Linked DNA regions of Rattus norvegicus: region 1 is linked to region 2. A link is a contact called in public Hi-C data. All regions are on one chromosome and are shown on one strand. Each heading gives the region's core, a stretch centred on a gene start, on an enhancer-like site or on the middle of the called end of the contact. The rest is flanking DNA. Distances are from core to core; before and after follow the strand shown.

Region 1 (3,790 bases), core at 278-2,777, 120 kb after region 2:
CCCATATTTTATTATAAAATGGAGATTGAGTCTATTCTATGGATATGTGTGTGCCTGCATGTATGTCTGGGCACCATGTGTGTTTATGGTACCTGAGAGAGTGAGAGGACAGTGTCAGGTCCCCTGGGACTGGAGTTATTGGCAGCTGTGAGCTGAGTGCTGGGAATTAAGTACAGGCTCCCTGGGAAAGCAGCCAGTGGTCTCAACCACTGAGCCGTGTCTCCAGCTCTAAGGATCTGAGAGGAGGTTTTATGTAGTTCATGCCGCCTCAGACTTCCTAAGTAGTGGTGGATGGCCTTGAACTTCTGAGCCTTCTGTCTCCACCTTCCACGTACACCAAGAACACCTGTAATCAGTGCTCACTGTGATAGTCAGATTTTATTCAGTGCAAAGGATCACGCATTCTCCCGGCTGCCCTCTCTAGGAAGTCTTGACCTGTACCTCATTGAAGTCCCCGGCCCCTACGAGCCTTTAAGCCAGTGAACCCGAATTGTATGCAGCTGAAAACATTCAGCCAGGGTTCCGAAGCAGGGGCCCCGAGCCACAGAAACGTAGAGTGCGGTGTTTTGTGTGACCGTGGGTGTATTTGCTCATGTGTCATGTGTACTTTCCCTTTCAGGAATCATTAACCAATGGCAACAGGAATCCAAGGATAAAGTGATTTCCCTTCTGCTAACTCACCTGCCTTTGCTGAAGCCAGGAAACCTCGACGCGAAAGTAGAGTATATGAAACTGCTGCCCAAGATCCTGGCACACTCTATCGACCATAACCAGCACATTGAGGAGAGCAGGCAGCTGCTGTCCTATGCTTTGATCCACCCTGCCACTTCCCTGGAAGACCGCAGTGCACTAGCCATGTGGCTGAACCACTTGGAGGACCGCACATCCACCAGCTTCGGTAGTCAGAACCGAGGCCGCTCGGACTCTGTGGATTACGGACAGACCCACTACTATCACCAAAGACAGAACTCTGAGGACAAGCTCAATGGCTGGCAGAACTCTCGGGATTCTGGGATTTGCATCAGCGCCTCCAACTGGCAGGACAAGAGCCTGGGCTGTGAGAACGGCCACGTGCCCCTGTATTCTTCCTCGTCTGTCCCCGCCACGATCAACACGATTGGAACCAGCACAAGTACGAGTAAGTCCCCTGGAACCCCGTTAACGCATTTCTGGTTTGGTGATTTGCTGTGTGTGGCACGTCCTGCTGACATGGTCTGCTCTGAGCACCCTTGTAACCCTGGGAGAAGGAGGGCTGGTGGCACTCGGCTATGGGAGAGGGCTCTTTGGACCCGGTATTTGCCGCTCTTTGGCTCTGGAAAGATGAAAATTCTGGGCAGGTTAAAATGATGGATGGTCCAGATTTGAGGTTTAGACAGATCAAAAATAAAAAAATGAGAGGAAAGAGAGAGAGTCAATGGTGAAAGAAGGAACCATTCTGTTTCCACAAATAAAAATGCCTTTCACCCTGGGGCTCAGGGATTTGCAGACACTGAGTTACTGTGTGCTTCTCAGAACCTGATGTTAACCCATGGTAGACCAGACAGCTCAGCCTCACGGCTTCATGCTCTGTCCTCCTCCTCTTCCCACTCCTCCTCTCACTCCTCCTCCTCCCTCCTCTTCCCACTCCTCCTCTCACTCCTCCTCCTCCCTCCTCCCACTCCTCCTCCTCCTTCCTCCCACTCCTCCTCCTCCTTCCTCCTCCTCCCTCCTCCCACTCCTCCTCCTCCTTCCTCCTCCCTCTTCCATGTTCTATCCTCCTCTTCTTCTTCCTCCTCATCCTCTTCCTCCTCTCCTGCTCCTCCTCCTTCCTCCTCATCCTCCTCCTCCTTCTCCTCCTCACTCCCTCCTCCTCCTGCTCCTCCTCCTGCTTCTCCTCCTCCTCTTCTTCCTCCTCCTCCTCACTCCCTCCTCATCCTCCTGCTTCTCCTCCTCTTCCTCCTCCTCCTGCTCCCCCTCTTCCTGCTTCTCCTCCTCCTCCTCTTCTTCCTTCTCCTCCTCTTCATCCTCATCCCCCTCTTCTTCCTCCTCTTCCTCCTCCTCCTCCTCCTCACTCTCTCCTCATCCTCCTTCTTTCTTTTTGTATGTATATAAAAAAAATCACGTGGACTATCCTCTTGCATTTTCTGGTTGAACCCAGTTGGTTGGGTGGCCCCCAGCAGGAGGAGCAGGTTTGCTGACTGAGAATCCTGCTTTGTGCTGTGAGCTAATGTGAGTGCTGTGGGTCTCTTCTCACTCAGTCTAACATGTTGTGAAAAGAGGGTCAGGAGATACCCTGTGGAAAGAGAGAGCAAATGACAACCTCCTCACTCTTTTGACCACTCTATACTGGGCATGAGGGCTTGGAGTCCTTTCTACGGTATCTGACTTAGGCCAAGCAAGGTGGCCAACCTTCACTCGTGCCTGTATGTAGCAGCGCTGGGGGTGGGTGACTCCCATCGAACAGCTTTCCCTAGTGCTGGCTTGCACATATCTGAGACTGTTGTGGCACTTCCAAGATAACTAACTCTAAGCTTTCTTAGGGGAAAAGTTTTGCAATTGAACCCAATGTACCTGCCAACACGCAGGTAAACCAGAAGAGGAGCTGAGGGTGTAGAGAGGCCTAGCATGTGTGAGACCTGCACCCCAGCACCATAAACAGATTGGAGGGGGGATAAGAGAAGCTTTAAAATGAGCAGGGATGCCTTGGCCTCTCCTCAAATCTTTTGGCTGCTAGACCTTTTTAAAATAGCTTTTTCAAATAGCTAAGAACAAATCATAGCTGCGTTAGTCCGACAGCACATTGCTAGAATATTTCAACATAGAAGACCATACTCTTCTTGGAGCACAATCTAAGTCATTCTTTGTTTTTTTTTTTTTTAACTTTTATCTATAAGTAACTTGAACAGTTGTGAGATGGGAGGGACTTAGGAATCTCTTAGTGTCCTTTACAGACCGGTGATCCAGCAAGAACAACTTCGACCAGCCTCTGTGTACCAAAGAATGGCTGAGACTACAGCTGATGGGAAGGTCTGTTAGCCTGGGTTTTCTGGGTGAGTGACAGGGTCCAGTTATGGTCACAAAAGGCCTTGACGGCCTCAAGCAACCCGTCATCGTCTTTATCTGCTTGTATAGTCTGTGCCATTCACCCTGAACTCAGTCTCAGACCCTCGCACATTCCCTTTTGCAGATTGACCTACTCAGGGTCAGGTCTTACAACCTTGACACGTTGAACATGCTCAGCGGATTGGAGTTGGTAATCCCACTCCCTCGCTCAGTGACTGCGCAGACTAACAGGGAAGGCATTATAGATGGCTGCCATGACTGTCTTGATGTGGGAAGCCTTGTGTACTTGAGCTGCAAAGGACTTGGAGGCTTAGCCAGATGATGACATAGCACATATCTAGAAGAAGACAAGAATTTTAGAACATCAGCAGAGGGCTGGAGAGAGGGCTCAGCAGTTAAGAGCACTGACTGCTCTTCCAGAGGTCCTGAGTTCAAATCCCAGCAACCACATGGTGGCTCACAACCATCTGTAATGAGATCCGATGCCCTCTTCTGGTGTGTCTGAGGACAGCTTCAGTGTACTTAGATATGATAAATAATAAATCTTTAAAAAAAGAAAAGAACATCAGGAGAAAATATGAAAGATCTCAGATCTATCCCACAGAGTATTCCCTCCAGGCACTTAGACCATATCAACTTTGAATTTTACTGTGCCCATGGTGGGTCGGTTGTGTTTTTCCAAACCACAAGCTCATTAGTTTAGTCATGAGTCTATATATTACACACTGAGTCCTGAGAGGGAGCCTGA
Region 2 (3,598 bases), core at 27-2,526:
CCTGTTGCACTTCTCTTCTCTGCACTTAGCCAGGGACCAGGAAGCAGAGGTAAAAGAATGTGGTTAGCAGCCAGAGAAGATGGTATAAAATAGGTAGAAAACGTTGGCTTTCTCGAAACACACCATTTTTCTAGGTACAACTCTTTTTTCTTTCTTTCCCTAACGTAGGACCTCTTTTAGCCTAGCCGAGCCTCAAACTTGCTGTGTTAGGCACCTTTAACTTCTAATCTTCCTAAGGACTAGGAGTAGAGGTTCCTGCTATCACACTGGCTTATGTGGTGCTGGGGATGAAACTCAGGGCCTTGTGTGTGTGAGGTGAGCACTCTGTCGAACTGAATTACATCCCCAAGTGCATACAACCTTTAAAATTTTTACACACTAATCCATGTCATCACATATTTAGAAGCGGTTGCAAAACTTCTCTAGCCGTCAGTGAGAAGTGACTCCAAAGACAGACAGAAAGGAAAGACAGAACAATGATATCTCTAGATGTAGCCCTGAAGCCTTGGGATTACTAAGGCAATCACCCTTTACCAACTCTCTCGTTTTCCCCGCACAATCATATAAAGCAGTGGTTGCTGTCTACAGTGTAAGCAGCTAAATATCACAAGGTACCTTTTAAAAAAATATTCCTTAAGAAGACAAGAAAATGTTCAGCGTACGTGAGGAATGTTTACAGCCGAGGTAATTAACCTCCAATCTGTTCTGGTGTGCTTCAATGATTCGGTTAGCTAGGCTGGGCCGAGTGACTCATTCATTGAGTGGCTCAGATTTCCCAGATCCTAGTTGTCCTGTGTTGTTTCTTTTGTAATCAACAATTAAAACACACACACACACACACACACACACACACACACACACACACACACACACACAGTTCTTTTAGTGCTTGGAGGTTTTAAAACTCTGTCGATGAGACTCAAATTTGTATCTGAGGCTCTTTTATTTTTTATTCTCATGAGAAAAATTTCCCATGCACTGACTTTGAATAGGCTGCACGTTGAACGTGGTTCCTTGAAGATCTGTGGGTATCTTCTGTTCTAGCTTCTCATCCCCTTAGCCTTATTAAGAATCTAGTGATTCACAGGTTCAGTCTTTACCTTAGGTTCAAGGCCACCAGAGATCCAAAGGAAGTAGCTGACTTGGTTTCTACGGTAGCTCTGCTGTGGAATGCCCCTGAAGGTCTAAAGGCTTGAATTCCAGAGTCTGGTGGGAGCCTTCAAAGAGAGGACAGTGGGGCCTGCCCCTTCTTCTCCTTGGCGCTCTGCCCTTCGCTTTGCCGTGATGTATCACCATGGGCCCAAGGCAACAAGACCAACTAACTGTGGACCGAAACCTCCCACTCTATGAGGCAGAACAAACCCTTTCTCTTTGTAAATTGATCACTGCTGGCATTGTGTGTTGCAGTTACAGAAAGCTGACTAGCGTAGTTCCCGTGTATTTGTGTGACTGTTTTGACCTTTTCACAGCAGACTTAGTCAAGGATGGGCGGTCACGTCCTCTCTTTAAGTAACAGCTTGTTTTTGGGACTCTTGGGCCCAATGTGAACTAGTTGCTCCTCTTCCTTGGTAGGGTCGGCTTCTGGGACTATCCAGGTACTTCAATATTAACGTAATGACAAAAGTGGAATTCCACAAATTCACTCGAAGTTTTGGGGAAAAAAAGTCACGTCACACTGCTCCTGACTTTTTGTCATTTGCATTATGTTTGTTGGTGAAAAGCAGATGGTAAGTCAAGATCTACAAGCTAACCCATAAAGACACTTTTTAAAAAATTATTTAATGTATGAGTGAATGTTTTGCTGCATATACATCTGCCTGCCTGAAGGGGCATCGGATCTCCCGATAGATGGTTGTGAGCCACCATGTGTGGTTGCTGGGAATTGAACTCAGGACCTCTGGAAGAGCAACCGGTGCTCTTAACCGCTGAGCCATCTATCCAGCCCTCATAAAGACTTTTATTCACAAATTGCACATATTCTGAGGGGATACACTATGCACATATTATGGGTGCTTGTATAAGTTAATGTCTAAAAGAAAAATTGTTGCATGCCTCTAATCAAACAAGAGAGATGTTGGGGTCATAGGAAGTGGCGGTGCTTGAGATGAGACTGGCTGGCAGTAGGAGGGCATTGGTGTACCTGCTCACATTGGTCGGTGAAGATGCTGGTTCTGTGGGTTTCCACAGTGTGGCTATGCTGTTTTCTCTCCCCTCTTGACTTCTTCTATCACAAATGGAGTAAAAGGAGAACAGCAGAGGAGGTTTTCTTGATAATATATTCGTTACAGTTTTTCTGTTCATTTATTCATTCAACAAACACTTTACAACTGCCTGCCATTTTTCTGGCCCAATGTTATGCAGTGGGGATACAGAGATAACCCTCTGCATTCCAGTGCCTGGCCCATGATAGATATTTTCAGTGCTGAGTGAATAACTAGTTCACCAAACGTGCTGGAGCATAGGTATAGTCAGAAAACATATGGAGAGGCATGCTGGGGGCGGCGTGAATACAGCAGCAAGTGGTTCCGGCAAGGTGGAGAGGAATTCACTGAGCTGGACCTGGATGGAGCTGGATCTTGAATGGCAAATATGGTCGGCATAAAGACAATTATAATGAGAAGGCAAAACAACACTTCCACAGCAGAGAGGATAGCACGCGTGCGACTGTTCTGGTGAGGCAGTGCATGTAGAGTGGCTGAGTTCAAAGATGTGCAAGTTAAAAACAGAAATGGTATGTGTGCTTGGCGTGGCCAGCCAAGGGGGGACTTAGAATTCATTCTGCAGAGGTGACTAAAAGCCGTCGTGGATTCAGGGGCAGGGGGATGCTGGGAAGAAAGAGGGAAGGGAATGGGTGTTAGGAAGGATGTGTATGGTACAAGTACCATAGACTGCATGATGTGTTTGATGTGTCTGTGTGTCTTGTGTGGATGTGTGGTATGTGCAACATGCATGGTGTGTAGGCATGTGTGAGTAGTGTGATGTGTGGATTTGTATGTAGAATGGTCAGGGTAGTGTGTGTGTGTTATGTATATGTAATGTAGTATATGGACAAGTGACATTTTGGGGTATGGTATCATGGTGTAGCTGGTGTATTTAGTATGTGGCATATTGGTAGTATGGTATATATGTGATAAATATGACTGGTCTGTGCTATGTGTATGGCTCATATATGATGTGTGTTCTGTGTGTGTGTGTGTTATGTATGGTGCAGGGTGTAAATGGTGTGGCATTTAAGTCTGTATGTATGGTATGGGTAGTATAGGGTGTATGGTGGATGTATGTTGTACATATGTGAGTTCTGTGATGTGTGGTTGTATGAATGGCATGTAGGAATGTGGATATATATGTATATACACACACTATGGGTGTGAGTAGTGGGTCTGTGGGTATGCTAAAGTATGGATAGTGCAAGGCGTATGTAGGATGTATGTATGGTATGTGGATGTCAGTGTGGTGCTATGTGGCTATATGTGCATGGCATAGGTAGTATGATATGTGCAAGACGTGGGTATGATAGTGTGGGATGTGGGCATGTGTGTGGTCAGGGTTGTGCTTGTCTTTCTGTGTTGTTAGACTTGTGGGGAGAAGATGACCTGGA

What was found. Hi-C and Micro-C count contacts between places; a contact is called where the count stands out from the background.
Region 1: a Hi-C map of Schwann cells shows a contact between it and region 2, with 3 times the contacts expected there. The contact joins two enhancer-like sites. A contact is called at or near these places in 5 of 12 Hi-C or Micro-C datasets (the A7r5 cell line, the Rat2 cell line, Schwann cells and 2 more) and 1 of 1 datasets of contacts at active chromatin or transcription factors (oligodendrocytes).

Annotation. Positions count from the first base shown.
Region 1 is chr15:22,741,589-22,745,378 of GRCr8, forward strand. Samd4a (sterile alpha motif domain containing 4A) reads left to right here. Exons shown (of 12, transcript NM_001399774.1): 2 at 620-1,138. The coding sequence starts at 727. Among named protein-coding and RNA genes, the nearest start is that of Samd4a, 16 kb to the left of the region's middle. Within about 2 kb of position 1,528, at least 9 of the 93 cell types and tissues checked have an H3K27ac peak or open chromatin away from gene starts, as enhancers often do. A contact at or near this core is called in Schwann cells, where this site is marked.
Region 2 is chr15:22,618,580-22,622,177 of GRCr8, forward strand. It overlaps a transcript of Samd4a not described here. Among named protein-coding and RNA genes, the nearest start is that of Cgrrf1, 52 kb to the left of the region's middle. Within about 2 kb of position 1,277, at least 3 of the 93 cell types and tissues checked have an H3K27ac peak or open chromatin away from gene starts, as enhancers often do. A contact at or near this core is called in Schwann cells, where this site is marked.